Linked DNA regions of Mus musculus: region 1 is linked to region 2. A link is a contact called in public promoter capture Hi-C data. All regions are on one chromosome and are shown on one strand. The core of a region is the stretch at or near the end of the contact, and the rest is flanking DNA. Distances in the headings are between cores, read along the strand shown.

The links. Promoter capture Hi-C pulls out the DNA fragments that hold promoters and counts their contacts.
Region 1: a contact with region 2 is called in a promoter capture Hi-C map of maxillary cranial neural crest. The contact joins the promoter of Crot here to the promoter of Steap2 in region 2. A contact is called at or near these places in 2 of 39 promoter capture datasets (cranial neural crest and maxillary cranial neural crest) and 1 of 9 other capture datasets (pancreatic islet).

Annotation. Positions count from the first base shown.
Region 1 is chr5:8,994,149-9,001,527 of GRCm38.p6, reverse strand. Crot (carnitine O-octanoyltransferase) reads left to right here and starts at 4,382. Exons shown (of 18, transcript NM_023733.3): 1 at 4,382-4,424; 2 at 4,981-5,076.
Region 2 is chr5:5,688,841-5,695,640 of GRCm38.p6, reverse strand. It overlaps Steap2 (six transmembrane epithelial antigen of prostate 2), which reads left to right and starts at 1,552. Exons shown (of 6, transcript NM_001103156.2): 1 at 1,552-1,683. The region is part of intron 1 of Gm40262 (a long non-coding RNA gene); the gene reads right to left.

The DNA of each region.
Region 1 (7,379 bases), core at 3,133-5,632, 3.3 Mb before region 2:
AGGAAAGTTGACACACTGCTAACAGCTTTTGCAGGTTAGGATCAGGGACACATCTATTCCAGCAAGGCCATACCTCCAAATAGTGCCACTCCCTAGGCAAGTGTATTGAAACCGTGACAGGAGGCTTAGAAGATCCTGGCCACTGAGTTAAAAGCATATTAAAAATAAGCTAATGTGTGTGTGTCTTTCATCTGAGGAACCTGTGCAGGGCTTGGTTCACCAGAGCTTAAAGCAGGGTAGTAGAAATCACACACTACAGATATTTTTTAAATTTTAATTTAAATTTTTGATACTTGAAATGTTGAGACTGCAAGGGAACAAAACTGAAGAGACCTCGCCCCTCATTGCTCTGATCAAAGCACAGTTAGCTTTTGTAGAGGTTGGTCTCCCTTATTTCCATGTTGTTGTCTCCATCATTTCTACTCTAATGGAAGTCGTCAGTGCTTTACTACAGGACCAGACAGCAAACTAACACAGACAACATAACTACAAATATAATTAAGTATTTATTTATACACTTTAAAGGAACGGGTTTTTTCTTGGTATATAAGTTACATCTCAATACAGCTGTAAACATTTAAATGCTCTGTTTGGGAGTAAGGAACTTGTCTGAGGTATGAAGAGCTCATAGTTAAGCTATACTTCTCCTAGGATTCGGAAGCAGACTTTTATATGCAATGGCAATCAAAAGCTATCTAGTGCTAAAGTGAGCCCATCTGTGTGAGACAGTATGCATATGCCCTTGTATGGAAGATCATCTTTTTAGAGGGCCCAGTGAGACAGCACAGTTAATTTTTAACATCATCTATTTGTATCTAGCTTACTCTAGTTTGCTGTTGGCTGTTCCCCAAAATCACTATGCCCATACTATCCCCTCATTAAAAATAAAATATATTTCTTCAATTTGGATAAATTTAGGTTAGAGACCTTATCCCATAGATTAAGGCTATATACTACATTCCATTACTCAATAAATTCACAAGCCTTATTAGTAAGCTAGCTTTAAAGATAGATACAAGAAATTAGGATATTCTTATAATTTTTGTGGTCAACACTATCCAGTCTTGTCTGTTGCCACACACACTCTCCAGTGGAGTCCGCTTGATAGGCTGAGAAGCCTAAAAGCCACTCACGAGGCAAAGAGTTTCACAGAAACTCACCTCCTGGAGTTTTTGCATTATCATTTACTCATATACTCATATTCTATTCCCGCGTTAGTCTGGTGTATGGAAAAATTCTGTTATAGTTAAGTCTCCCCAGTGTTCCAAGGTCCCAGAAGCCGCTGAGCTTAGAATCCTGTAAGAATGCAGTAAGGACGTTAACCTATTCAGTAACTAATTAAGCATTGCAAAAGACGGAGCCAGTAGCTCAGAGCTGGTCTACCAAGGACAGTAGCAATTCTCACCCAAAAATGGGAATAATAGAGCCAGGGAATCCCACGGAGATAGAAATCTTCAGTACAGGCTACATTATATATTAGAAGCAAGTTGGTGAATTCTCCTGACAAGTGGAGATTCTCCAGATACTTAGAAGTTACACTCATATAGGAATTTATCAAGGCCTAGGAGATAGGGGGGTTGTGATATTGCATTATTCATGAGGCCTGCCAAGAGCAGAACCCCCTGGTGCTAGCCTTCACAAGGCTCAAAGCTATAGCACTAGAGTGTGAAATCCTTGCCTGTCACTAAGCTGACCCTAGGCAGGACTGCTTTATCTTTACTGTAAACATTAACCTGGTTCCTGTAAATCCTTTTGAAATCATTCCTTTGTTTTGTACCTGGTAACTTCAGTGTACCTTGCCTGCTGTGACTTCCGGACCCCTTGTACTATATAAGATTGGTGTTCACTTTGTGACAATACATTCAGATTCTACACAATCTCATGTGTTGGTCTGTCTGTCACCCTCTAACGCTTTGTCCATCTGCCCCAGAGACCCGTTCCATGCAGACAAAGGGACTTAGAGGGTCTGCGGCAGTCTGTAAAAGTCTTCCTTTTAATTTGGTAGTGTATGGAGAAAGAGCTACACTGAATGGACTCTAGCCAGCCCGAGCATGTCACACATGGCTCTGGTAGGCATTGCCTTTCTCCCTGATTCCCACTGTCTTGCTGGAAACTATTAGATTTTATTCCTATAACTAGCCAACAAGGTCTATTCCCTTATTTGGTCATTTCCCTCTCCTGAGGCGGACTACCAAAGTCTAGTTATCAAAGTATTGCGGTTCAGCTATCAACCCTCCGCTCCTTTGACTGACCTAATCTGTCTAATGAAAGTCAACACCTCATCCTAGCTCAGGGCTTGCCCTTGACTTGACACTGTCATTTGCCTATGTGCCACATCTGCCTCCTCTCTAGCCAGAGGTAGCCCCTTGCCCTGGGGTCCTGGGTCCATATGGATCCCTTCATACACATAAATGAATGATTTTTTAAAGATTTATTTATTTTATGTATATGAGTACACTGTACAGATGGTTGTGAGCCTTCATGTGGCTGTTGCGAATTGAATTTTTAGACCTCTGCTCACTCCGGTTGGATACTCCAGAAGAGGGAGTCAGATCTCATTATGGGTGGTTGTGAGCCAGCATGTAGTTGTTGGGATTTGAACTCAGGTCCTCTGGAAGAGCAGTTGGTGCTCTTACCTGCTGAGCCATCTCTCCAGCCCGAATGATTTTTTATATAACTTTAATAGTCAATTTTAAGACTTGGGACAAGTTGTTGCTATAAGACATACTCCAAAAGCTTGCAATATCTTCCTCAGCCATCAAGATCTGTCTATCCTGAGCTAAGAAATACAAGCTTGTTCAAATTTAATCTGAGTGCTACCGATTTTAAATTTGACATTAAAATATCTATTATACATTTGGTAGAAAACATTTTCAGGACTCTGCTTAATTACAGTTTTACAGAGATGGTCATTTTTCTCACATTCTCCAGGTTCTACTGATTTTTTTCAGTCCCGAGGTTGTTTTCTTTTTATGAGAAGCCAAGATCTTCATGGAGACACCGTTTCTGCTTAACAAAACCAGGAAGAAGAGAAACTTGCAGCAGGGCTTGAATGTAGCTCAGTGTTAAAGACCCTGCATAAAGGCCTGGTTTGGTGAGATTACCAAACTCACAAAAACAGTGAAGGTGAGTGACCCTAAATTCTTTGCCACCAGCAAACATTCAATATGCGTAAACTTCTAAAGAGGTGCCAAAATTTTTTTTACTAAAAAAAAAAAAAAAAAAAAAAAAAAAAGACAATGAAGGTTTCTGAGAAATCCAGTCAGTCTAAGAATTCTATTTTCGAAGCATAATATAATATCCGGAACGGAACACTTACATACTATGAGGGGGAAAAGTTCTTTAACACAGTCACTTTGACAAGCTTAGAGAGATTATCCAGCTTGATTATGTAATACCTCCAGCAACGCTGTGCAGTCATGAAACATATTAGTAATTCTGCGGGAAACTCAAAAGGATTTCGGAAAGACAGCAGCTTTTAATATACTAATTTGAAATGAAGTCATTAAACTGTTGAATAACTTAACTATGCAGGAGCAGGTAAAATATTTTTCCTTCCACGAAAACAAAACAGAAGTACAAATAAAAAGTGTATATAAGTTTAAAATTGTATCAATTTATTTCAGGAGGTAAATGAAAAAAAGGGCATTGACCTGTGAAACTAAAAATACCTCATAGTCTTCCTCTAGGACGTGCTAGCTTTTTAAAAACGCAACTTCTTGGATGATAAAAATATTCAGGCAAGGCCAAAGCTTGAAGCTTGACCATCGCTAGAGACTGCAAGGGCTTGCCCTAGATGGCTGGGAGTTGGCCAAATCTTAAGTCTCAAAGAGGCGACGAGGCCAAACCGGATCCATTCGCCTGCTATTCTCTTGCCAGCACACAGGGTAGACAAAATAAAATGTCTCAGTATAAATTCTTAAATTTATATCTAAAGTAGTATAAATGCTTGCCTGGGCCATGCAAAGGAGGCTGGCACAAAGAAGGGGGAGCGACTGGGAAGAAAGAACACAGCGCCAAGCCCCTAAGAGTTCGGCGAAAAGCAGGCTGAGCCGTGGGCCTCCTTACGCAGCCACAGGGCTGTGCCCGAGAGTGGGTAGATCTCTGGACGGAGGCCAATCTCCCGCAGCATCCGGAAGGAAGCTGCTGTAGCGGGGACTGCAGGGCGCTTATCTGACTTTCTGCTGCGTTCCCGGGGTCTGCAGCCTAGGACGCCACCAGAGCCCGAGAACCCGGCGGGGGCGGGACCAGCAAGCCTCGACAGCCCACCCCTTCCAGCGCGGGGTGGGACCCTCGCGGCTTCCCGTCCAATCCCGTTCCCCGACGCGCACAGGGCGGGACCCTCGCGGTTTTCCGTTCTGGTCCGGCCTCAGGACAGCCCAGAGCCTGCAGGCCGACGCAGAGGGACAAGAGGGGCGCGGGAGGTGAGGATTCTGGGGCCGGCTGCTCGCTCTCCTTCCCCTCCCACATGGCGAGGGGGTCGAAGGGTATTGCAGTAGCAGGAAGCCGAGCTGAGTGCAGTCGGGCTGTGCGCCCAGGCGCCCCGTCTGGCGCGGGCGTGGTGCCCCCCCCCCCCCCCGAGCATCTTGCCCTTCTGGTTTGGGGTGTCCTCTCTCAGTTGCACCGGCCTCGCTAGAGTGCTAGAGTGCTAGAGTGCTTGATCGATTGGTTGGTTTTGCGTGTGCATGTTTCTTGGTTTTTCTCCCCTTGTCCTTATCCTCGGTGAGAAGCTGCCCTTGTTTTGGTGGGAGGAGTTTCTGAACTTTATTGCTTTCTGCTTCTGCTGCAACCTCCCCGCGGGCACCGGAAGGTTCCCTGTGCCCCTTGGGTCCATCTGATAGGCTGCTTGGAACATAGCTAGCTCTGTAGTGATATAAATCTCATGTCTAGCAGATGTCCGTTCTCTGTATTTCCAGCTTCTGTCACTATCCTCTTCTCCTTTCCTGATCTTTACTTGAGTGTATTTCTTCCTTTCCACAGTCACCAGGCTTGGCCAGTTCGGGTTCCCTGTGGTTTCCTTTCCGAATTGTTCAAGCAGGCTCCTGGAGGTCCTGAGCACTTCTTCGTGGTTTACTGGTATGTGACCCTATTTGTTTACTTCCTGGTTCTATTTTCCCACCTCTCTCGCGTTCACATCACCTTGCTTTCAGAAAGTCCACTGTCATCGTTTTCTTAATTTTATTGGAATCGTTTAACTAGTTTTATATGGTTGAAAACTTAAGACAACTCTTAAAGAATCTGTAGTCGGCTTAACCTTGCAGGGGCTAAGCACTGCAGCAGGCATAAAATTAGTACTCTGGTCTTCTTTGTGGGATCTGTTAAATGACAAGGAAGTGTAATGAGATCAGCTTGCCCGGCATGCTTGCATTAGTTTCCTATTGCTGTTACAGCAGACAGTGACATGTTTAGCGGTTAAAGGAACACAGACTTTGAGTTTCTGAAGATCTGAAGTCCGAGCAAGCTTAGCTGCTTACCCTGCATGGACGCACAAAAGGAGAGACCAGGGTTTCTGTTATGAGTTACTTTCTGAAGTTTTAGGGGGAGACTCCCTTTTCAGGTTCATTCGAGTTGGCAGAGTCTAACCCCTGTTCACTTGCATTAGGATTAATCCCATTTCCTGCAAGTCCTGTTTGTCTCTGAGTTCGTTAAGGACATGGATGTAGACACAGATCATTAAAGACATAGATGTAGACACAGAGGTGTGGCAGTATCTCTGCTCAAGCACTCAAATGATTAGGTTAGGTCCTCTCTATTTTAAGCCTTTTTTTTTTTTTTTTTTTTTTTGTAGGTGAAACCCAGTTGCAACCATAGGAGTAATGATGTTCTATCATAATGACAAGTTCTGGGGACTAAAAAGAGTAGGTAGGAGTTAGGTCATCATAACAATTCTGCCCATTATAGTCCATAATATAGTTGTTTCAGGATGAGTTGTTTTTATGGCATTAAAAAGTCTGATGACTAATTATATGGTTATACATGCCAAGATAAAGAGATTCAATTAAAGTTACTTGCCTAGAGCTGGGTGGGTGTTGGTGGCATATATTCCCAGCACTAGGGAGTCAGAGGCAGGCTGACCCATGTGAATTCAGGCAAGCCTGTCTGACAAAAGTTAGTTCCAAGCCTGCCTGGGGTATATAGTAATATTCTAACCCCCCCCCCCAAAAAAAAGACAAATTTTGAGGCTCAGTGAGATGGCTCATTGGATATTGACACCTGCAGGCAAACCTGATGACCCAAGTGTGATCCCCAGGACCCACATGGTAGAAAAGAGAATGAACTCCTGGGAGCTGTCCTTTGACTTCCCCGTGTGTGCTATGGCAGCCCACTACCAAATAAACGGTCCTGTTTTTTCTAGTCATTTGCCTAGGAGCAAATGGTTAGAACATGGCTGAGTCTATATTTAAGACCGAGATCCTAAATATTCTGTTAGATCCAAAGTGGTTTATCAATATTCAAATGGGATGTAAGCAGTAAAACGGAAGGGGTGGAGCTTTGAGGTCCTATGCACTGTCTGGTTATGTTACTGGAACAGTAGAACCTCCTCGCTGTAACAAAGCCAACAAGACATGGTATTAAGAAAGCAAGAGGGCTCTGTTGTTATCATCTAGTCTCACTATACTACCCTGGGCTGAAGCGTCCTCTTGCTACTGCAGCTAGGTACATGCCACCATACCCAGCACTGCGCCTTGTCCTCTCCTTCCCTTTCCTTTCACATCTAGAAGTAGGACCAGAAAGGTGATTCTGGCAATATGGCTTCTGTAAATGGGTCCAAGGTGCTTGTTCTGGTTGGCAGCCAGCTGGGTCAGCACTGAGACGGAGATAAAGAGTAATATATACAGCAAAAATTTTAGATTTGGTTAATAATGGGAGAAAAAGATATTAGTCAAAAATAATCCGCCATGCCTTTGTTTTTGATATTGTTAACTTTTTTGTTTTGTTTTGTTTGTTTTTTTGGTTTTTTTCGAGACAGGGTTTCTCTGTGTAGCCCTGGCTGTCCTGGAACTCACTTTGTAGACCAGGCTGGCCTCGAACTCAGAAATCCGCCTGCCTCTGCCTCCCGAGTGCTGGGATTAAAGGCGTGCGCCACCACCGCCCAGCTATTGTTAACTTTTATAACATATGAATAGTATATTTTATTTAACTTTGCTATTTTAAAATAGGATATAAAAGGACAGGAAGTTTTCACTCAGTATCAATTCTTTGTTTTCTTAGTTACTGGTTTTATATAGGATCTATAAATGATTCTCTCAGAAATCTTATTATTTACTCTACCAATATAGCCTATTCATATATGGTGTTAGTTTTATTTTGATGAAAATTACCACAAATGTAGAAAAATTTTGAAGTTTGGTTTGTGATATTCAAAGCCAGTGTGATTA
Region 2 (6,800 bases), core at 303-2,802:
CCGGTTCATGAACTGGACCGGGAGCCATCTTTGGAGCACTTTGGGCCAGCCTGGCATTTTCCACCCATGGAGGATGTTTGCTTATTTTAACAGTTCAAGTATGAAAAGCAGATACTCCTTCTGGAAATTGTTGACTCATTCATTCTTTTGGGAGGCAAATGGTTTCGCATACTATTTTTTTTTTTAAATAAACAGAGTCCATGTCTCAACAGCTTTTAAAGATATTTTAAATGTACAACTTACCTGTTTTCTGTAATAACTTATGGCTTTGTACAACTGAGAATAAAAACGTGATAACCTTTGCTAGACCTTATGTAATGCTTTTGTTTATGTGATTGGAAAGCTACATCTTCTCACCAAATGCTAAGGACACAGCAGTTTCCTCCACTGGTCCTCCAAAAGTGTTAGAAATACCCTGCTGTTTTCACTATTTGACAGTAGTTGAAGTGAAACAATAAACACTGATATAAAATGTAAGGATTTTTTTTCTCCCCGTTACCAAAATGGAAAGTATTTCCCAGTTGTCAGTCTTTCCCCCTAATACATCACTAACAGCGGAGTTTGTGCCTAAACTTTAAACCTCAGCTGTATGTATTTGGGGGTGGGGAAGAGATGCTTTTCACAAGGATCAAACAAAGAATGTTTCCCAGGTTGAACTTGCAGAGGTTAATCTGTGTATGCCTTTCAAAGGGGAAAGTGCAGTGCCCTGAGGATCGATCTAAGACCCTCTTCTGCTTTTGTTCTGATTTGTCTAGTTAATAAACCACCAAGAAAGATAATTTTTAAACCTAATTTGCTGAAATGAGAATTTACTAACGTCTGAGGGTGGGGGAAGTAAATTTGACAATTTTCGACAAATTGGTTTTATATTAAAAAAAAATCTCCACTGACACTTTTGACTAAAAAGGTAAATAAAAGATCCCCATCTACTTGTTAATCCAAAATCGGGGGGGGGGGGGATTAGAGAAAGCAAGGTGCCCTTACACAGCTCAGCGAACCCTGGATGCTCCAAGGCCACTGCAGCTCTCCGCAGGCACGCTGGTCTCCTGACTCGGCTTCACCTTCCAGTCCGCACAGAGCTCGGGGGCACCGGCGACAGGGAAGGTCAGAGTCCACAGACTAACCCCTACAGCCCACGGCTGAGAAGGGCCTCCAGTCCCAGGGAGTTTTAAAATGCGGTTCGTGGAAGGGCATTTCTGATCATTCCCTTTCAAGGACATGATGCAGCCGAAAGGGAGAAAAAAAGCGCACTTTCTTCGAGGTTTGTGTGGAACAGAGTAGGGAGAAGGGGGGTGGACAGGGAGGAGGGCACTAATCAAAGCCAAGTCCGGGGCGGCGTGGCGAGCGTCTCGGAGGTAGTGGAGTGTAAACGCGGGCGGGATCCACGTAGGGCTGCTCCCACGGGGGGTCTCCGCAAGATCGCGCGCAGGCGTGGGGACCGCGGCCGGGTGGGTCCCCACGCACTCTGCCCCGACCGACCCGCGCCCCCCTGCGCGTCACCGCCAGCCCTGCCTCCGCGCGCCTCCTCCTGCTCCACCTCCCCGGCGCGGCGCGGTCCGGCTCGGGGGCAGGAGGAGCTTGGGCGGGAGGAGCACTCCGTAGGCCCGGGAGCTCGGCGGGCCCTCGGCGCGGGGGAGCCACGGCGCTGCGCTGCGAGCGTGGCTCGGAGAAGAGGGCGTGGAGGTGAGCCGGGTGGCCAGAGCGCCGAGGTGGCCGATCCGGGGTCGCCGAGCAGCGGGTGCTGTGCGGGAGCCGCATCTTTCCTCCCGGATTCCGGGGGGGGCTTGGAGCTGGCCAGGGGGCGAGTGGGAGGGGTGCTGGAGGGCGTCCGTCGCACGCATTCCGCCCCCTTATCCCCGTCGGTCTTCCCAGAGCTCTGGGAAGTCCTCGGGTCCGGGCCCAACAGAAAGGAGGCCAGGAGAGACCTTGTCCCAGGTCGGATGTGCCCGAAAGGGAAAGGACCCGCAGGTTACTTTTGCCAGCCACTTTGGATTGATGCGGCACTTTTCACTGTCGTACAGCACTGCTTGCCAAACAGGTAAATAATGCCTGCAGTGGCTTTGCTTATAAACCCGGTCATGTAATCCGGGTGTGCTCAGGCCATTTTGCGTTTAGAAGTAATTGGTCTGGTCTTTCAGTGTCCTTAATTACCTCTGCGTCCCGTGTTCAGCCTCAGCTGAAACTTGTTGAAAATTATGCCCTAAAAATCTTGTTCTGAAAATAACATAGGGAGATAAAGAGATTTTATTTTTCCTGTGGTCGGGGAGAATTCCATTTATTATCTTCACTATCCTGTGAAGCAGGATTGGTGTCAGTGTTTACTCTTCAGGCAGATTGTTTGTTTGTTTGTTTGTTTTTAAGTAGAAAAACTTATTCTGACCCACATTTAATTATCGCCCATCACTGTAGGTGAAATAAAATTCAGACTCCTGCCCCCACTTCAACCCTCAGTACTTGATTACCTAAAGCCCCAGTTAACCACCCCACTGCTTGCAACCTTCTTCTCTCTAGTCTACCCTACCACCACCCTTTTAATAGTTTTTTTAATTACTTATTTACTGAGTTGATGTTTTCTTTGACACTGTACTCACCCCCCCCCCTCCATCCCCCGCATCCTCAAGATAACCTATTTGGAAACGTAAGATAGGAAAACCAGAGTGTTTAGCTGCACCGGGGCAGCTATCAGGCTGCCTGGAGATGCTCCTGAGATGGTGGCATTCACTGCGGTTTCTGCCTCTCAGCTAGTCTGGGCGGGGTGGGCTGGCTGGGGCTGGGGCTGGGGGGCAGTTTCAGCAGTGATAAGTTAGCTAATTGTGAAAGATGGGAATGAGGAGCTTCATGAAATCACTCTTATTGTACTGGTACTATGGAAAATGCTCTTCTATTGAATGAGCATAATTGTACTTTAGCACTGGAACAGAGCACAGATAAAGGCAGAATTTTAAAATGATTACACATGATACAGAAAAAAGAGAAGGGTAAAGATGCAACGAAAGCTCAAAAGGCTAGGCCTGTGAGAAAAGAGGCAGGCAGAATATCTGGAGGTGCAGTTACTCTTTGCTCAGCCTGTAACTATGACTCTGAGGTAACCAAGACATTGACATAGACATAACATTGACACACCACTTAAATCCTCTGAGGCCTTTTGGGCCCACGGATCTTAACCATGGGAAAGAGAGATCTGGCCTAGAGCCTCATTACATTTTCTTTGGCCTTGGTGTTTATAAAAATGCATTTAGTGACAAAGAACATTCATTGCATACATAGTTGGTATGTGCCAGGCAGAGTGGATAGGAGTGTGTGTGTGTGTGTGTGTGTGTGTGTGTGTGTGTGTGTTTTGAGGATTTAAGTAAACAGTCCAAGAGCAAATAAGCACTTCTTTAAAACAACTCCCCGGGAACTTAACAGGGGCTGGAAGATGCTTGGTGAGTAGGCTGGAATCAATCACATCTGTAGGAGGCAGAGTCGGGTGGAAAAGAGATCTGTTTTTTCCACTTCTTGAAAAGAATTCTGGGGCTGGGCAGTAGGAAATATGGGGCCATCAGGATAAGGCTGGAGAGGTGAGCAGAAGCTGTCATATTTGGGACCTTTTGGGTCACAGTCAGGTATGAGAAGAAGCCGTTGACTTTTAAGGAAGAGAAATATTTTATGCCATTTGTGTTTTAAGGGGACCACAGCTCTTAGGTAGAGAGTGGGTATAGGTAAAAAGTGAAGAGAGACTGAAAGGTAAAGATAAGATACTGGCAAGCGAGGCATGACGATATTGCCCTTCAGGTGCCAGGTCCTGAGGCTGGGGCACTTGAGCCCAGGAGTTTGAGACCAGCCTCAACAGCACAGGGGACCTCATCTCAGAGTTGGGGAGGGGGAGGACTGGGGGTGAAGGTTTGATGTGAGAACAGATAAGAGCACCTGGGCTAGTTGGGTGTGCTGGTGTCCTCAGAGAAGGCATAAGAGGTACTTTAAAGGGCTGAGTTTGATGGCACCCACCTTTGATCTCAGCAGAGGCAGGCAGATCTCTATGAGGCAAGGCCAGCCTGGTCTACATAGCAAGTCCCAGACCAGCGAGAGCTACAAGACACTATGAAACCAAAGAACAGGGGTTTCCTGGTGAGGGCAAACAAAGCATAGAGATTGAATCCCCACTGCAGAGTCATCGCTTGAGCACCCGATAGGGAGTGGTGAAGCTGGGATACTGCAGGTAGAGTTGAGTTTTGAACCTGTTAGGTTTGAGATGTCATGAGAAAGGCTATGATCCGATGCCTTTAGAAGGCAGAAAGGGTGGTCTCCAGGGGAGACTGGGAAGATGGGTGGCTTTTGATGGGTGAAGGCGGCTATCGTGGATGTATGAGATTAGTAAACATGTTTGTCTGGTTTTTCATTAGCATTCTGCAGAGAGCTGAGTGGAGATACAGAGAAAATGGGTAGCTGGGTTCTTCTAGAGTTTTACTAAGTGTATGTGGTGGCAAGTAAGAATCTTTTCAATGAAATTACTCTCAGTGTCCACAGGCTGGGTTTAAAGAGAATCCAGGAATGGAATGAGAGATCCATAAACAAAAGTTGTTTTGCCTCTTAGACATCACTGTGAAGGTTTAAGCTGAGGTTATCAGGAAGGTACTGGATGTGCCCAGAAAGTGAATGCCTGGAGGCAGAGATTCGTTGCTTTTGATGAACAAATCATGAAAACAAGAGACCCCGAGGTTAAGATGCTTAACGCTACCAGGCAGAAGTGGTACCTGTAATCCCAGCACTTGGGAGGCAGAGGTAGTCAGCTCTCTGAGTTTGAGGCTGCCCAGGTCTACAGAGCAAGTTCCAGGACAGCCAAGGCTACACAGGGAAACCCTGGCTCCAAAAAAAAGGTTTATCTCCTGGAATGGTGAAGTCTTGAGATTGTTGACACGTGCTGAGGGACAGAGAACAACATCTCCAGTGAAAAGGGATAATCTAGAAGTCAGTAGAGAGCAGAGAGGCTATAGGGAGAGGTTGTTAGAGTTTCAGAGTACGTTAAGGAGGTTTGGATATGAGCTTGTGAAGAATACAGTAACCTGCCTCATGGCTCTGCAGGATTTGATTTGCTCGATAGCAGTCATCAGATTGTGAAAGTCATGAGAATCTCTGAGGATAGCTCTTTTCTGAATTGCGGTCATCCAACAACTGATGTCCTAGATGTTTCCATGCAATATAAATTAGGCTCTGTTTTTTTTTTTTCTTCTTTTTTCTTTTTCCAAAATCAATTTAGCCCAACTGCTGCCAATGTGCTAGAGGAATGTCAAGGAATCCTAAACTGAAAAAAAATAATCTTAGGGGCTATCTTAGTCACTGCTGTATTGCTGTGAGGAGTCATCGTGGCCAAGGCAACTCTTAAAAAAAGAAAGCATGTAATTGGGGGCTTGCTTACAGTTTCAGAGCTTTGTCCATTATTATCATGGCAGGAAGCACTGTGACACACAGGCAGATATGGTGCTGGAGAAGGAGCTGAGAGTTCTACATCCTGATATTTAGGCACAGAGAGACTGGGCCTGGCATGGGCTTTTGAAACCTCAAAGCCCATGCCTAGTGACACACTTCCTCAGCAAGGCTACACCTATAGGAGCCTTTGGGGGTTATCCTTAGTCAAACTAACACAAGGGCTGTGCAGCTTACAGTAATTGCATTGTTGTATAGTGGCAATATTCTCCGTCAAATATTAGCTGCCATAGGTCAAGTTAAATAGCCATAGGGACTTTGAATCTCAAGGAGCCTGTATGCTACTTAAAATATACTTTTAACGGGAACTCCTGTGCTTGGTGTTAAATCTGAGGTGATAATGCAATATCTTATGCTGCTTCAAGACTTCAAAAGAACATTTTAGCATTTGGAGACGATCATAGGAATCAAGCAGAGGCAGGCTGACAATCAAGATGGTTTCGGAAGCTTACACTAGTCCATTTACCTCCGCAGCACAAAAATAATAAAACTCACCATAAATGGAATAATTTTATCAATTATTTAATCTATATTGCATATATTAATTAATATTTTATATTAAATACAAACTTAGAGAAGATCAAGAATGTTTTACTAAAGTGGCCCTTGGACTAGCACTTTGGCCATCATCTGGAGCTTGTTAGTAAGACAGAAGTCAGAGTCACCCCAGCTCTCAATAATCTCAGGTTATATTCCAGGAGAATCCCAGCCCTGGTGCTCACATTTGCAATTAAAGCTTGCCAGGATCTCCACTTACAGACTGGGTTTGCTCAGACAAGAGAACTTTGGAGCCAGTAGAACGGAGGAAAACGGCACCCCCTCCTGGGAGAGCGAAGGGTTAATATCCCCAGAACACTTGGAATTTTGAGTGTTATGAAACAGGAACTCAGTGTCCTCCTGTGTGGTGTGATGACACATTTTAAGGAATGGCATCGCTTTTCCCAGAAAAGTGAAGGAAGGATGTTGCAGATCAGTAAGTGGGCTTTCTGATACTGCTTCTGAGTCAGGGAGAGGAATGGACTAAATGCATGCACACGTGCTTCACCTTCAGTCACTAAGGGCAACAGTTGTCCTCTGGGTAGTTATTTTTCACTGCTGGGAAGAACAATGTGAAAATAGACATAAATATGAATCAGCTAAATCTGCAGTCTCTGAACAGCAAAATAAATATTAAATTGAATCCTGACCTTCGAGAAGTGTTTTTGGACTTGTCTACCTATTCTTCGAACCTCGTGATCTCCTATAAAATTTCTGATACCCACACTGAACCCTTGGCTGATAAAATCAGAATGGAGGAACAGGTGGCCAGGGATCATTACTTTTAAATCTCTCTAGGT